Linked DNA regions of Mus musculus: all the other regions are linked to region 2. The links are chromatin contacts, called in public Hi-C and HiChIP or PLAC-seq maps. All regions are on one chromosome and are shown on one strand. The core of a region is the stretch at or near the end of the contact, and the rest is flanking DNA. Distances in the headings are between cores, read along the strand shown. Region 1 has its middle 16 kb from the start of Platr5. Region 2 overlaps Trpm8 (transient receptor potential cation channel, subfamily M, member 8). Region 3 has its middle 9.4 kb from the start of Platr5. Region 4 has its middle 63 kb from the start of Arl4c.

The links. A called contact is a pair of places that touch in the nucleus more often than the background predicts. HiChIP or PLAC-seq counts read pairs in DNA pulled down with a chosen protein or histone mark.
Region 1: a contact with region 2 is called in a Hi-C map of uterus, with 9 times the contacts expected there. The contact joins two enhancer-like sites. A contact is called at or near these places in 13 of 39 promoter capture datasets (the HPC-7 cell line, cranial neural crest, embryonic stem cells and 7 more), 6 of 15 datasets of contacts at CTCF or cohesin (the NIH/3T3 cell line, embryonic stem cells, hippocampal excitatory neurons and 1 more), 165 of 484 Hi-C or Micro-C datasets (3T3-L1-derived adipocytes, the 4T1 cell line, the AML12 cell line and 82 more) and 11 of 115 datasets of contacts at active chromatin or transcription factors (astrocytes, differentiating embryonic stem cells, embryonic basal ganglia and 5 more).
Region 3: a FOXA1 HiChIP or PLAC-seq map of pancreatic cancer cells shows a contact between it and region 2. The contact joins two enhancer-like sites. A contact is called at or near these places in 1 of 15 datasets of contacts at CTCF or cohesin (the NIH/3T3 cell line), 3 of 484 Hi-C or Micro-C datasets (Th2 cells, group 2 innate lymphoid cells and regulatory T cells) and 1 of 115 datasets of contacts at active chromatin or transcription factors (pancreatic cancer cells).
Region 4: a contact with region 2 is called in a FOXA1 HiChIP or PLAC-seq map of pancreatic cancer cells. The contact joins two enhancer-like sites. A contact is called at or near these places in 1 of 484 Hi-C or Micro-C datasets (embryonic stem cells), 3 of 115 datasets of contacts at active chromatin or transcription factors (astrocytes, embryonic stem cells and pancreatic cancer cells) and 1 of 9 other capture datasets (embryonic stem cells).

What each region holds. Positions count from the first base shown.
Region 1 is chr1:88,737,651-88,740,838 of GRCm38.p6, forward strand. No RefSeq gene overlaps it. Among named protein-coding and RNA genes, the nearest start is that of Platr5, 16 kb to the right of the region's middle. Within about 2 kb of position 1,466, at least 1 of the 459 cell types and tissues checked has an H3K27ac peak or open chromatin away from gene starts, as enhancers often do. A contact at or near this core is called in uterus, where this site is marked.
Region 2 is chr1:88,356,119-88,358,969 of GRCm38.p6, forward strand. The region is part of intron 18 of Trpm8 (transient receptor potential cation channel, subfamily M, member 8); the gene reads left to right. Among named protein-coding and RNA genes, the nearest start is that of Gm51639, 26 kb to the left of the region's middle. Within about 2 kb of position 1,548, at least 21 of the 459 cell types and tissues checked have an H3K27ac peak or open chromatin away from gene starts, as enhancers often do. A contact at or near this core is called in pancreatic cancer cells and uterus, where this site is marked.
Region 3 is chr1:88,762,617-88,765,884 of GRCm38.p6, forward strand. No RefSeq gene overlaps it. Among named protein-coding and RNA genes, the nearest start is that of Platr5, 9.4 kb to the left of the region's middle. Within about 2 kb of position 1,410, at least 19 of the 459 cell types and tissues checked have an H3K27ac peak or open chromatin away from gene starts, as enhancers often do. A contact at or near this core is called in pancreatic cancer cells, where this site is marked.
Region 4 is chr1:88,637,852-88,640,952 of GRCm38.p6, forward strand. No RefSeq gene overlaps it. Among named protein-coding and RNA genes, the nearest start is that of Arl4c, 63 kb to the right of the region's middle. Within about 2 kb of position 1,735, at least 129 of the 459 cell types and tissues checked have an H3K27ac peak or open chromatin away from gene starts, as enhancers often do. A contact at or near this core is called in pancreatic cancer cells, where this site is marked.

The DNA of each region.
Region 1 (3,188 bases), core at 216-2,715, 380 kb after region 2:
GTGCAGGCTTGTGTTTGTGCATGTGAATATTTATATGCATGAAGGTGCACATGTGTGTACATGCATGGGGAACCAGGCCATCCTCAGCTGCTGTTTCTTAGGTGCCATCCCCCGCCTCGACCTTTGCTTTCACATGCCTAAGACTTTCACATGGGGCTAGAAGGCTGGCCAGAGAGCATTAAGGAACTCCTGCTTCTACCTCCCCATCCCCACTGCTGAGACTTCACAGGCTCATCACCACACCTGGTTTTTCTTTAAAACTTGGGTTCTGGGGATCCAATATAGGTCCCTATGCTTCTTGCATGGTGGACATTTTACTGACTAAGCTATCACTCCAGGGACCTGCACCCCACAGATATCTTTGGGCTGTGAACACAGAGGCCTTGCAAGATTGTGGTCTACTAGACACGTCTTGGCCCTGGTGGTACCCCTGGGTTCCTCCTGGGGTCAGTGTCAACTGACAAAGGAATACTCAGGGTGCAAACCAAGGCTCAGCATCCTATGATAAGGAGAATTGCAGACTAGCTCCATGTGTTTCTGTGGGGGAGAAAGTGGTGGAGACTGTACCTCACAGAGCCTCACGGTTCTGTGGAGTACGTCATTGTGAGGGCTGTACCTCCAATATCAGGTATAGTAGGCCAGAACACTGCTCGATCCATTGAGACCCATCCAGTTGAGCTGTCCTGAACTGGATAGAGGCCACCTGCAGCAACTTTGTCTTACCAAGCTTGATTTATACTTGAAAAGCCATAGTGACAATCCATCATCTTCATCCCCCACACAATGTCAGGCTTCCTAGCCCACATGCACAGCAGGGCTATCTCCAGGGCCAGGAGTTAATTCTGTATGTTATAGACAAGAGATGTTAATCAATCTGTGCCAACGCATTGCACTTAGAACAGTTTCATCTCCACCGCTGATGCAGCAGGACTCCTCTCAGATGGAGAGATCAACTCTTGCATTGATTATTGGAGAACTGCTAAGCTCTGCTGACAACATGGCGCCCACTCATCCTGGTCGCTGGAACAGAAAGACCAATGTCTTTGGACACAGTTGCCCCACCCCCATCATCCAAGTCTGGCACTGAGCTCATTAGAAATCTCTGGGGCAACTCCAAACAAACACAGTCCATGAAATGGTTACGTGCACAAAGCAAACCCAGAGGCACTATATTCACACACACACACACACACACACACACACACACACACACACTCAACCTATTACATATTGGGGTATTCCAGAAGCACCCTCTCACCTCGAGTGACTTAATGCAACATTTCTGGGAAGTGTCAGGGTGACACAAAATCCAGTTTTGAAGAACACCACTTCCTGTCTTGGGACCTTTGTGTTGGGAAGTGCTGCTCTAGAGCTAACTGCAAGTTCAGCAATACCAGTTTAATTGCTTACACTTTCTTGGGGAGGCGACTCCCACACAGATAAGTAGGAAACAGACTACAGCTGCTCCTCTTTAAGCCAACACCCTAACACCACGTTCTAAATGGCATCTGCATTATGGCTTTCCATCTGCTCTGTTTATACTGGCATGAAGCTTTCTACCAGGCTGAGATGTTGATCTCTCAGGCCCCTCTAATTGTGCTGAGTGCCTAACAAATACTCTCTCCCCTGCCACACAACCCAGCATTGCATAAACCTTGTGTGGCGGCACATGCCTGAAAGCCCATCACTAGGAAGGTGGAGGAGGGAAGATCAGAGGTTCAAGACCAGCCTCGGCAGCACAGCAAGTTAGAGGTCAACCTGGGACACTGAAGACTCTGTCTCAAAAAAAAATGTATTTCAAAATTATTAACAGCAGGTTTTAAAGATTCTCAATGAATAGAAGCTGAAGTGCTAGATTTGCTAGCTGGCTTAATTTTTCATGCAATGTATACATAAGATCTAAATGTTACACTGTATTCCATGAATATACAAAATCATGAAAACGAACTAATTGAGAAGTTAAAAATAGCCCAAAGAAAGGTTAATCAGGGCAATTACCAGCAAAGCTGAGCTACTCTTCAGAGTAACCCGTACTCCTGCCAAAATGACCGTGCCGGGTTCTCTGTTCCCAGTTGGTTCTTGGCTCAACCTCCCAGAGAGAGCTGCAGAGCCAAGGGAGGATCCCAGCTCCAGTGGTGGAGGTCCAGTTAAGGCCAGTTTTCTCCAGTGCCCTCTAAAGGGAAGGTGTGGCTTCTCAGGTGTGCTTCCAGGACATTCAGGAATGTCCTGACTCAAGACCAATACTGGATTCATATGACTTGTTATGATATTATTAATAATGAACATCATTTGGGTGCCTGAGGGTTCTTCCCAGCTTTGTTCATTAAAGTCTATCCCTAATCGATGTTGATCTCTCAGGCCCCTCTAATTGTGCTGAGTGCCTAACAAATACTCTCTCCTCTGCCACACAACCCAGCATTGCATAAACCTGGTGTGGCGGCACATGCCTGAAAGCCCATCACTAGGAACGCTCTTCATGTTCAGGTCCCGCCTCCTGTCTATCCCCCCCCCCCAACCCATCCATGAGTCTGTCAAACTCCATGCATTGGTATTTTTACCTGCCTCAGGGATAACCAGCTCTTTATATGGACTATTCAAGTTGTCACATGTGTACAGCAAAAACCATAGATTTGAAAACACTCCAGGACTTCCACACATGAACTTGTGTGAAATTTCCCATTGTTGGAGGGATAGACCTGAGCCTGAAGAGCACTGTGTGACTGAGTACATCCATTAGGGATAGACCTTAACGGGCAAACCCTCAGCCACCCAATGATGATCATTATTAATAATACAACTAGTCATATGAATCCAGTATCTGTCTTGAGTGTCCCAGAAACATAACTGAGAAGCCAAATATAACCTGAGAATGAATGAATGAATGAATGAATGAAGAGAGGTTGGACAATAACCTTTTTCTTTATTATGATGAAAATTTGGCTCCCATTTTGAGGGTGCAGTCAAAGGCATGGAATCAGGAACATGGGGCTGGTCATGTTGTCTCCACGGTCATGAAACAAAGATGGATGCTGGCTCTCAGCCCAATTTCCCCTTTTCATCCAGACCAGGACCCCAGAACATGATATGGGGCTGCCCCCATTCAAGGTGGGCCTTTCTACCTCTACTAACCTGATCTTGACATCCCCTCACAGGTGTGCCCAGAGGTTTGTTTCCAAGAACTCAAGTCC
Region 2 (2,851 bases), core at 298-2,797:
GACCCGAACCTTAAAATATACCCATTTAGCAAGTATTTGTTAGGTATACAACTCATGGAGTATTTACAGATTACAAAGTACAAGGCTCAGGGGTGGAAGAGATTTGAAGGGGAAACATACTGCCTTTGCCCTGACTAGTCTAAGAACACTGAGTTGGCTTATGTTGTCATGCCAACTCTCTCTGGTAGATTTTTATGTGCAGTCTCCAGGACTCCTGGATTGCGAGGGATTCTGGGGCCCTCTGTCAATTCTTAGTATGTCTTAATCAATTAATGATGTCTGCTATGGAAGTGAGGGCTGGGGGGGGGGGGTTGGGTACCTGTGCCCTATATGCCTGTCTTTATGATTAGTAGGTAAGTGGTGTGGAAGATGGTGGAACGTCAGCAGAGGTGGAGGAAGAAAACACACAGGATGGCCGGAGTACCAGTGTACTGACTATAGTTCTGGAAGGCAGAAGTCCAACGTGAAGTTGTGGGTTGGGTTGACCCCATAGAGTACTGTGAAGTGACTGTTCTGCTGTGCTGTCCCCTAGCTTCTGAAAGTTTACTGGCCATCTTTGTCACTCTGTGCCTGACGGATGTGACACTCTGACCCGCAGCCTCATGCCCATATGGTGCCCTCCCTATGTGCAGGTGTGTCCTAATTTCTCTGTTTCCTGGGGACAACAGTCATGTTGGATCAGGACTCCATCTCGACCTGTCAGCGCCATCTGCAGTGGCCTGATTTCCGAACAAGGTCACGTTCCCAAGCAGAGGGCTGAGGACTTAAGTGTAGAGATACAGCTCTTCCACATATGGCCTCTCTCCCTGTGGCCAGCCTTTACTTCCAAGTTTTCTTCTGGCTTGTGATGTGTCACTAGTAGAGTGGAGCTGGAATATTCTGTGTGTGATAATCAGAGCCAGGGGACTCTCGACATTCAGAGAACTGCTGGACCAGAGGGTCAATTGACTCACAGCCGATAGGGAATTAAGCCACGAGCATTGGATGGACAGGGGTAGAAGGGACAGGGGAGGAAAGAGGCAGGGAGAGGGAGGGAAAGCCCAGCAGGAGTTGCAAATACACGGTGTGCAGTAATCTGGTTTCTTTGGTCTTTCCCTGTCTGGGTGCATTTTCTACTGAAGAGACCCTTAAGAGATGCAGAAACCTGGATCAGGTTGTCTCCTCTTGTACTGACCCCATCAGGGAGTCTGCCGAGCTCCCTAGGTCCTGACACATGCTCTGGTGGTCCAGGGAGCAGCATCAAGCAGGGTGATTTGTTTTAGACGTTCATTTGCTGTGTGTATCAGGAGCCAGAGCTGCTATTGTCATGTTGTTGAGAATGTGTGTTCTTAATACAGGACAAGGAATGTGCTTGTAAGTCACCCCTGAGGGTCACCATGGTTATGGGACTACTGAGGCCAGAGATAAGGAGACATACAGAGGGATCCTGCCTTCACTTTCTTCTGAGCAGAGAGAAACCCAGGTGGCCTTTCTTGGAACAACAGTGAGGCCCTGTCTTTGAGAAATCTGTCACTAGAGGGCGCTATTTCCCTTTGTTTCTGCAAGTTCCTCACCTGGGTTGTTCAAGGAAAGGCTCTGCAGGCCTGTGCAGTCTTAATGGGCCAGACTCACTCATGGTTGTTAGGAGAAACCCCTAAACAGGACATTGTCTGTTTTAGATTGTGCCTGGGACTCAGATACCCATGCTCTCAGTGAGGAGGGACGTCCCTTGCCCAGAGCGGGGATGTTCACAGCTAATTTGACCTCGCCAGTCCCCAGTGCAGACACAGTTGTTAACCGACTCCTAGTGGAGCTAAGCAGGCACTGTGGATGTTTGTTTATAGTGTTGTAAGTTCCACCCTGCCTTCTCTGAAAGCTCCTTCAGTTCTGAGGCTGTCACAGTGCAAGAGATGGTGAACACATCCTGGTATTTCAGGAACACAGCTTAGAGCTGCACTCTCCCCCCTTAGACAAGAGGCGTCTCTTCATTAAAAACAAAACAAAACACCACCACCACCACCAACAACAACAACAACAACAACAAAAAAAACCCGAAATCTTTTCTCCCTGTAGTGGCATTCTTGTGGCCCAGGCCTCTTCTGTCTATTGGTTCTGTAATATGGCCAGGCTTCTGAAGTCACTGAGGCGAGACGAGGCTGGGCTGGGGTTGTACAGATCAGTGTGTACCAGCCTCCCAGCGGGAATGGGAAAGAGAACAGGTGGGCAGGGCCTGTGCCAGCCACTTCCGAAGCATGGAGTGGCAATGGGTTTTGCTGCCCTGGGGATCAGCACTGCCCAGATAAATGGATGCTCCTGTGTCCTCCCCAGGGTCCTAACCTTGCGCCTGTCTCCTCACAGTGGAACATGGTCTGGCCCGGGCTGCCCAGACCTGGGGGACTTCACTGTTCCACTGTGATCTGGCAGTGTTCCCCTCCTTTGGCAACTCAAGCTGTGCATCCTACATCCCAGATTGCAGGGTTTCAGTGGATCTGAGAAACTCACTATCCCCAGGATGGGCACCTAAGTTTAGGCTTTGGGGTCAGAGGCAGAGAAGGTCATAGGATATATGAGTCCCAAATAGACTTGGTGGGTGAGTTCATGGGAAGACAAGGACATGAACATGGGAATCAGAATCACACCTCAGTGAATCTTCTGTCCCCTATTTGAGCTGCCCCTGGAGTCTGGTCCTTAGGCTCCTAGTAGCCAGATTCTGAGCAAGTAGGCAAATGAAAAGATCAGACAGCTAGGTTGGCATTCTTAAAAAATCCAGTGTGTGGAGCCTGTCTTAGTTAGGGTTTCATTGTTGAGAACAGACATGATGACCAAGGCAACTCTAGTGAGGATAACATTTAATTGGGGCTGGCTTACAGGT
Region 3 (3,268 bases), core at 160-2,659, 410 kb after region 2:
AATTTTAAAAAATAGGATCTATTATATTCATTGGGATTAAAAACACCTGTATTAGATGTTAAATGCAATGTGTGTATATGTGTGTGTATGTATGTATATGTGTTTGTGTGTGTATGTGTGTATGTATATGTATATGTATTTGTGTGTATGTATATGTGTGTATGTATGTGTATATATGTATGTGTGTATGTGTGCATGTGTGTGTATGTGTGTGTATATGTGTTTGTGTGTATGTATATGTGTGTGTGTGTGTGTGTGTGTGTGTGTGTGTGTGTGTATTTTTTCATCCCACTGTTGATCCTTTGGGAATTCCATTCATGTTTTAGTTTTAAGACAATTTTATCTCCACATTACTGACTAAGAAGCCAATTGTTTCAGAATGGTTTCAATTACTTGTTATGACAATTGGATGCCTGACAAAGAGGGCTGGGGAGATGTCTCTGGGAGAAAAGACACCTGTGGCCAAGCCTGACAACCTGCATTGGATCACCAGCGCCAGAGGGAGAGATGACTTGTCTTTTCCGTTGCTATGATAAAGTAAGTCTGCCTAAAACAAGTTTAAGGTGGAAAGAGGTTATTTGGCTTACAGTTCCAGGTTACATAGCAGGGAAGTCAAGGCAGGAACTTGGAAGAGGGAGTCACGGCACATACATAGTCAAGAGCAGAGAGAATCACAAAGAGATGCATGCCCACAGCTCAGCTTGCTCACCTATTCATGCATAGTTCAGAATCCAAACCTAGAGCGCAATGCTACATTTAGGAGAGGCATTCCCAGCTCAGTTAATCCAGTCTGGAGACTCCCTCACAAACATGGCTAGGGGCTGGCGGGGCAGTGGCCTCTGCCACTAGACAGAAAACTTGGTGAGGTTGAGTGGATTCAGAAACCCTGATAATTCTCACTTCTGAGAATGATAGGGGTTTAATCTACTCCTACCAGGTTCCTGTCCTGCAACACATGACCACGACACCCCATGGAGAGGACTGTGACAATCAGTCACATAGGTGCAACACCCGAATCCCCCCACATGCAGATGAGGCATCCCTAACATCTCAGAACAAGCCAATAGAAAGCATCTGCTTTTAGACCTCAGCCTATCACCAAATGAATATAAGACCCTATCCACAAGGAATAAAGTGCACAAGTTATTTCATCAAAGACTGTCCTAACACGTTGAGGAAGAGAATTCTCTCCTGAAACTTTCATTGCTGGAAGCTCCCTGAGCCTAAGGTAGTCACTTCCCATTGCTCAGTGGCCCCGCCCAACCCTGGCTCCCAGCCCCGCCCACTGCTTTCCTGTTGCATGCTGTTGCCTGTCATTGACTCCAGGGCAGGTGCAGCAGCCAACTCTGGGGCAGCTGCAGAAAAGGCCTGGCAGCCCTCCTTGCTGTGGCTCTTCGTCCCCTCAGAGAGCCACAACTGTTTGGCTATTCTGGCCAGGCCAGAGCCCCAAAGATCCCCTCAGACAGTGCCCAGTATGCAGACCGCAGACTGGGAGTGGCTTGTTTCTGTGATGATTCTAGATCCAGTCAAATTAATAATTAATAACCATCACAGATGTTTAGAGACTGAGTCAGAATGGCTGAGCCTATTGACTGTTATACCCAGGCTGCCTGGCCCCAGACGTGGGTCTCCTGAATACTGTTCTACATTTCTTGTAGTGTAAACACAGGCAAAAATAAAGTCACCAAAACTCACACTAAAATATATTCTACCCATATAATAGAGGAGTAGAACACTTGCCTGGCATGTTTGAGGCTCTGGAGTCCAGCCATAGTATCACCAAAATAAAACAACAAAATAACTCTACAAAGTCGATGAACTTTAGCCAAGATGAGCTTTGCTCGGTGGGGCTATTAGGGATTAGTTTTTTATTATTGATTTTTCATATTGATTCTCTATGACATTCATGATGGAAAAATAATTAACTATTCTTAAAAAAAATCAGTGACAATCAGGTGGACATATATTTGTAAAGTATCAATATGACTTAGAGTGTGCTCCCGTGTCCTGCTTGCTGAAGTCATAGGAGAACTTTTGCCAGGCTGGTGAGTGTCACTGGCAGGTGCTCCATGCATGGAGGCCACCAGCTGAAATGATGGCAAAGATGAGGGGGAAATGACCTTCATAACTTACCAGGGACTCAGAAGTCTAGACAGGAGTGACCCAGACATCAGAGGGTCATCATTACCACTGCCTCCATCTCTCACAGTGACCATGATACAGTAGTTGGGAATCTCATGGAGATGAGATTCAGGGTCACAGGAGGGTGTGCACAGCTATGACCAGACACAGCACTTCATGTTAGAGTCTTCAGTATGCATGGAGATCACAGTACCCACTCCTTAGGATCACTAGAGGTTAAGTGTATTGTTACTTTGATATATTGGTGCATTGCTATATTGCTACATTGCTATATTGCTACATTGCTATATTGCTACACTGTTATATGCCGCTTTTGTTTTCATTTCTTGTGTCATGCAAGACTTCTCTTCCTTGGGAAGAGATGTTGGGAAGAGGTGTGCATGCCATAGTGTGGGTCACTGAATAGATTCACAGAAAGCAGAGTATTGATGCAGCTTCAGATCATCAACCCAGGCTCAGAAAGTTCAAAAGCCCCAAAGCCAAGTGTCCTGTCAAGCATTCAAGACATGTTGGGTTTACTTCAATTGGACCTCCTTCCACTGCTGTTGACTAGGACGTTGAAATTCTGCCTTTTGAAGTTCAGTATGCCCAAGGTTTGGCGGTAGGTTTTGCAGGATCAGATGACAGGCTCCAGGTGGCCAGGGGTTAGCTACCGTGGCAAAAGCAGTCTTTTTGGCGTCTCATGTGATTTGGCATTCATTTCAAGATGATGTCAATGAAATCACACTGGGGTGGGGATGATGGCTTCAGGCCCCATGCTGGTGACAGCTGACATGTTTATCCTTCTCTCTGGGGCACCCACCTCCTGGCCAGCGGTCAATTACAAAGACTCTTCAGAGAATTATGATTGACTTAAGATATTTTGTGAAAACACAGTTGAGTTTTATGGCAATGTACTTACTGTAAAGAGTTCTTTGCTAAACATTGAACATTCTCAGATGACAAGAATAAACGCTGTTAGGGCTGGAGAGATGGCTCAGTGGTTCAGAGCACTGATTGCTTTTCCAGAGGACCCAGGTTCAATTCCCAGCACCCACATAGTGGCTCACAGCTGTCTGTAACTCCAAGATCTGATACCCTTACACAGACATATGCATACAGGCAAAACACCAATGCACACAAAATA
Region 4 (3,101 bases), core at 485-2,984, 280 kb after region 2:
TATGGTCATGGAGAGGTTAGGGTTGAGACAATGTTCTCACCTCCTTGGGGGTCAGCTGGGCTAGATTGTCATCAGTTCTTTTGACATCCTGGGGAACCCTCGTTCCCCCACTCTGCCCTCTTCCCACTGCCCCATTTTGTTCCCTCTTCCTTCTGCTTCATTTCTTTGACAGTAATAGGAGGGAGGCAGGGAACAGGGCAGGGAGCAGGGCTGTGGTGCCAATACCTTAACAACAAACCCTTTTGATGTTAATTCCCTTTTCAGGTGAGAAATCCTGTCTGCCAAGTCCCAGTAGGTATCTGTCAGTATCTGAGGGAGGAGGGGGGGATGCTGCCAAGCAATCGCTAGGCTCTGACATTCCATTCTTGCAAAAAGGTTGTGAAATAGGTTACTGGTAACGATAATCGTGAGGAATGAAACCTTAACTTCTACAAATCCATGAGCTTTGTAAGTGTGTATTCACACAAGACCACATACATACACACAGGGACTGATGGCTATAGGTATACAGATGTATGGATGTGTCTGAATGTACACAGGTGTGTGTGTGTGTGTGTGTGTGTGTGTGTGTGTGTACTGAGTATGCACCTCTATGCATTTATGTAAATCAGATACAATCATAGGTCATTATCACAGGAGAGACCTGATGAATAAGAATACAAAGATGAGCATGATATTATTAATAGTCAGAGAAATACAAACGGCGGCCATAGTGATGTGCTGCTTTGCAATTCTTAGAGAAATTAAATCATCTGATAATGGAGGGAAGCTGGGCTACTCAAAAAAAAAAATGGGCCCAGGGTAGGTAAGCGAGCCTGGAGCATTTTATACAGTGTAGGTAATCAACCCATGGGGTCTAGCCTGGCCTATATGACGAGGCACCACTTGGTTAAAATCTAGCTGTCAGCATGGACTTTGGTAGAGGCAATCTGCAGTAAAAACAGAGGTGGTGAGTGTTGGCATTCTTTCTAGGCTCCGCCCAACAGTTACCTAGCAACAGTCAGGTAGGCTTGGCTTGCTTTAAAAGGAACTGTTTGGCCTCGCCCCTTCTCTCTGACTCTCTGACTTTCTTCTCTCTGACCCCTATCTTTCCCTCTCCATATGTTCTTGGCCAGCCTCTTCCCCCCAACCCCTTCTGTGTCCTTCTCTGTCCCCTCTCTTCCTCTGCTTCTATTCCCTTCTCAGCTCCCCTTCCCATGCTCCCAAATAAACTCTATGCTATACTAGACCGTCCTGTGGCTGGTACCTCAGGGTGAGGGATGCTTCAGCATAGGCTTGCTGAGGTCTCCCCTCCCACTGCATCATCCTGCACTCTATAAAACATATCCTTGGTCTTTATAAAACACATCAGTGAGATGAGATGTTCAGGGATACAGCATTTGACTAGCACCTTGAAGTCCTGGGTTCAAACCCTAGTAAGTGCAAAAAGCACCCCACCACTCATTATATATGCTTCATTCCATGAGTTCCTGTCCCAGATATGATACTTGGTCTTTATAAAGGGTGGTAACAATTACATAATAACGAATGGGAGGAGCTTATCAATTTGATGGCTGAGCCCAGGCAGGGGCTGGGAGAAGACAGCATATTGTGTCCCAGGACCTGGGAGTCAAAAGCTGTTTTGAGGCTGGGTTTTGAGCTGTTCCTGGAAGACCACAGTCCTCCTCAGGTGGGGAGGGCCTTCAAAGTCACAGGCAGGAGGCTCTGTGCAGCTGGCACTGAGTCACTTCTGTGGAATGCAAGGCATGTTAGGGAAAACAGCTACAACACTGTGTACCCAGCCCCTGGATGCCAGGTTGTGTGAGTCTGGGACTTACAGGAAGATTCCCCCGTCCTTGGCTCAGAGAAGCAGCTGTCCAGGCAGCGGCAGTGTATAGGTCTTCCCCAACCAAACCTTCCTTTTCATTGCAGAGTAGCTGCTCTCACCTGACCTCGCTGAGAAAGCTGCATCTCTGGATGAACACTTAACTCCTGGGAGACAAAGGTAAACATATCTTCTGAGGCCCGCCCATTGTCTCTTGATTTCAACACGAAAGGATGGGGAAATCCAAGGGCCTGTATAGGGCACAGTGGGAGGGTCAGCCAGGCCAGCCTGGGGGCCTTACTCAGCCACCTGCCACTTGCAGGCATGTCACTGTGGTGAAATCTCGGCATGTGCACCAGCTCCTGGGTGCAGGAGGCGTAGGAACAGCTTGAGCAGGTGATTCACCATCTGAGATCGGGCCATAGGGCTCTCTCCCTGGCCGGGGAAGTCCCTGGCTTGCTGGAGCCTGGCCTCACCGCCCCTAGCTTCCTTTCAAGTTTCCTGCCATCCATCCATCACACTGATTTCTGCCTTCAAAGCCAGATTCCAGGGATGTCTCCCTCTGACCTGCAGGTCCTTCTAAGGGGCACACACATTCCTTGGCTCTCCCCTGCATAGCTCACATTCTTTTTCTGAAGCCCCTGTTCTAGGGGAGGAATACAAATGACACCATTCTGAAAAGCCTGGTCTTCGGAAATTTGGCTCTGAAATCCCTCTTGTGATGGTGGGAGGAAGACACATAGCAAATAAATACATAAATGAAACAAAACCATGAATTTGTTAGCTGTGCTCTGAAACGGTGCCTTTTGACTCTCCAGTTAGGACCAGTTGCCTTTCCCGAGGCTGGTTCAACAATGCGTGTGCATTACGTGTGGCTCACGGCAGCTTCAGTACCTGCAGAACATGATTTATGCATGTAAGCGCTCGGACTGGCCAGGGAGATAGCTCAACCAGTAACATTCTAGATAGAAGCTGGAGGACCTGGGTGAGAATCTACACAAAAAGCCAGGTGCAGTAGACTGCAACTGTAATTCCAGGGCTGGAGGAGAACAGATAGAAGAATCTCTGGGGACCCACTGGCCAGCTAGCCTAGGTAAATGGGTAAGCTCACGGGTTAGTGAGAGACCCTGTCTCAAAAGAAGAAAAAGTGGCACACTATTAAGGAAGATACCCAGTGTCGACCTCTGACTGCCACATATACTTGCAGACACATGTATTCACACCTGCACACACACACACACACACATTATCTTTTCAAAACACTAGGATTAATTTTTAAAATAATTAACTATCAACC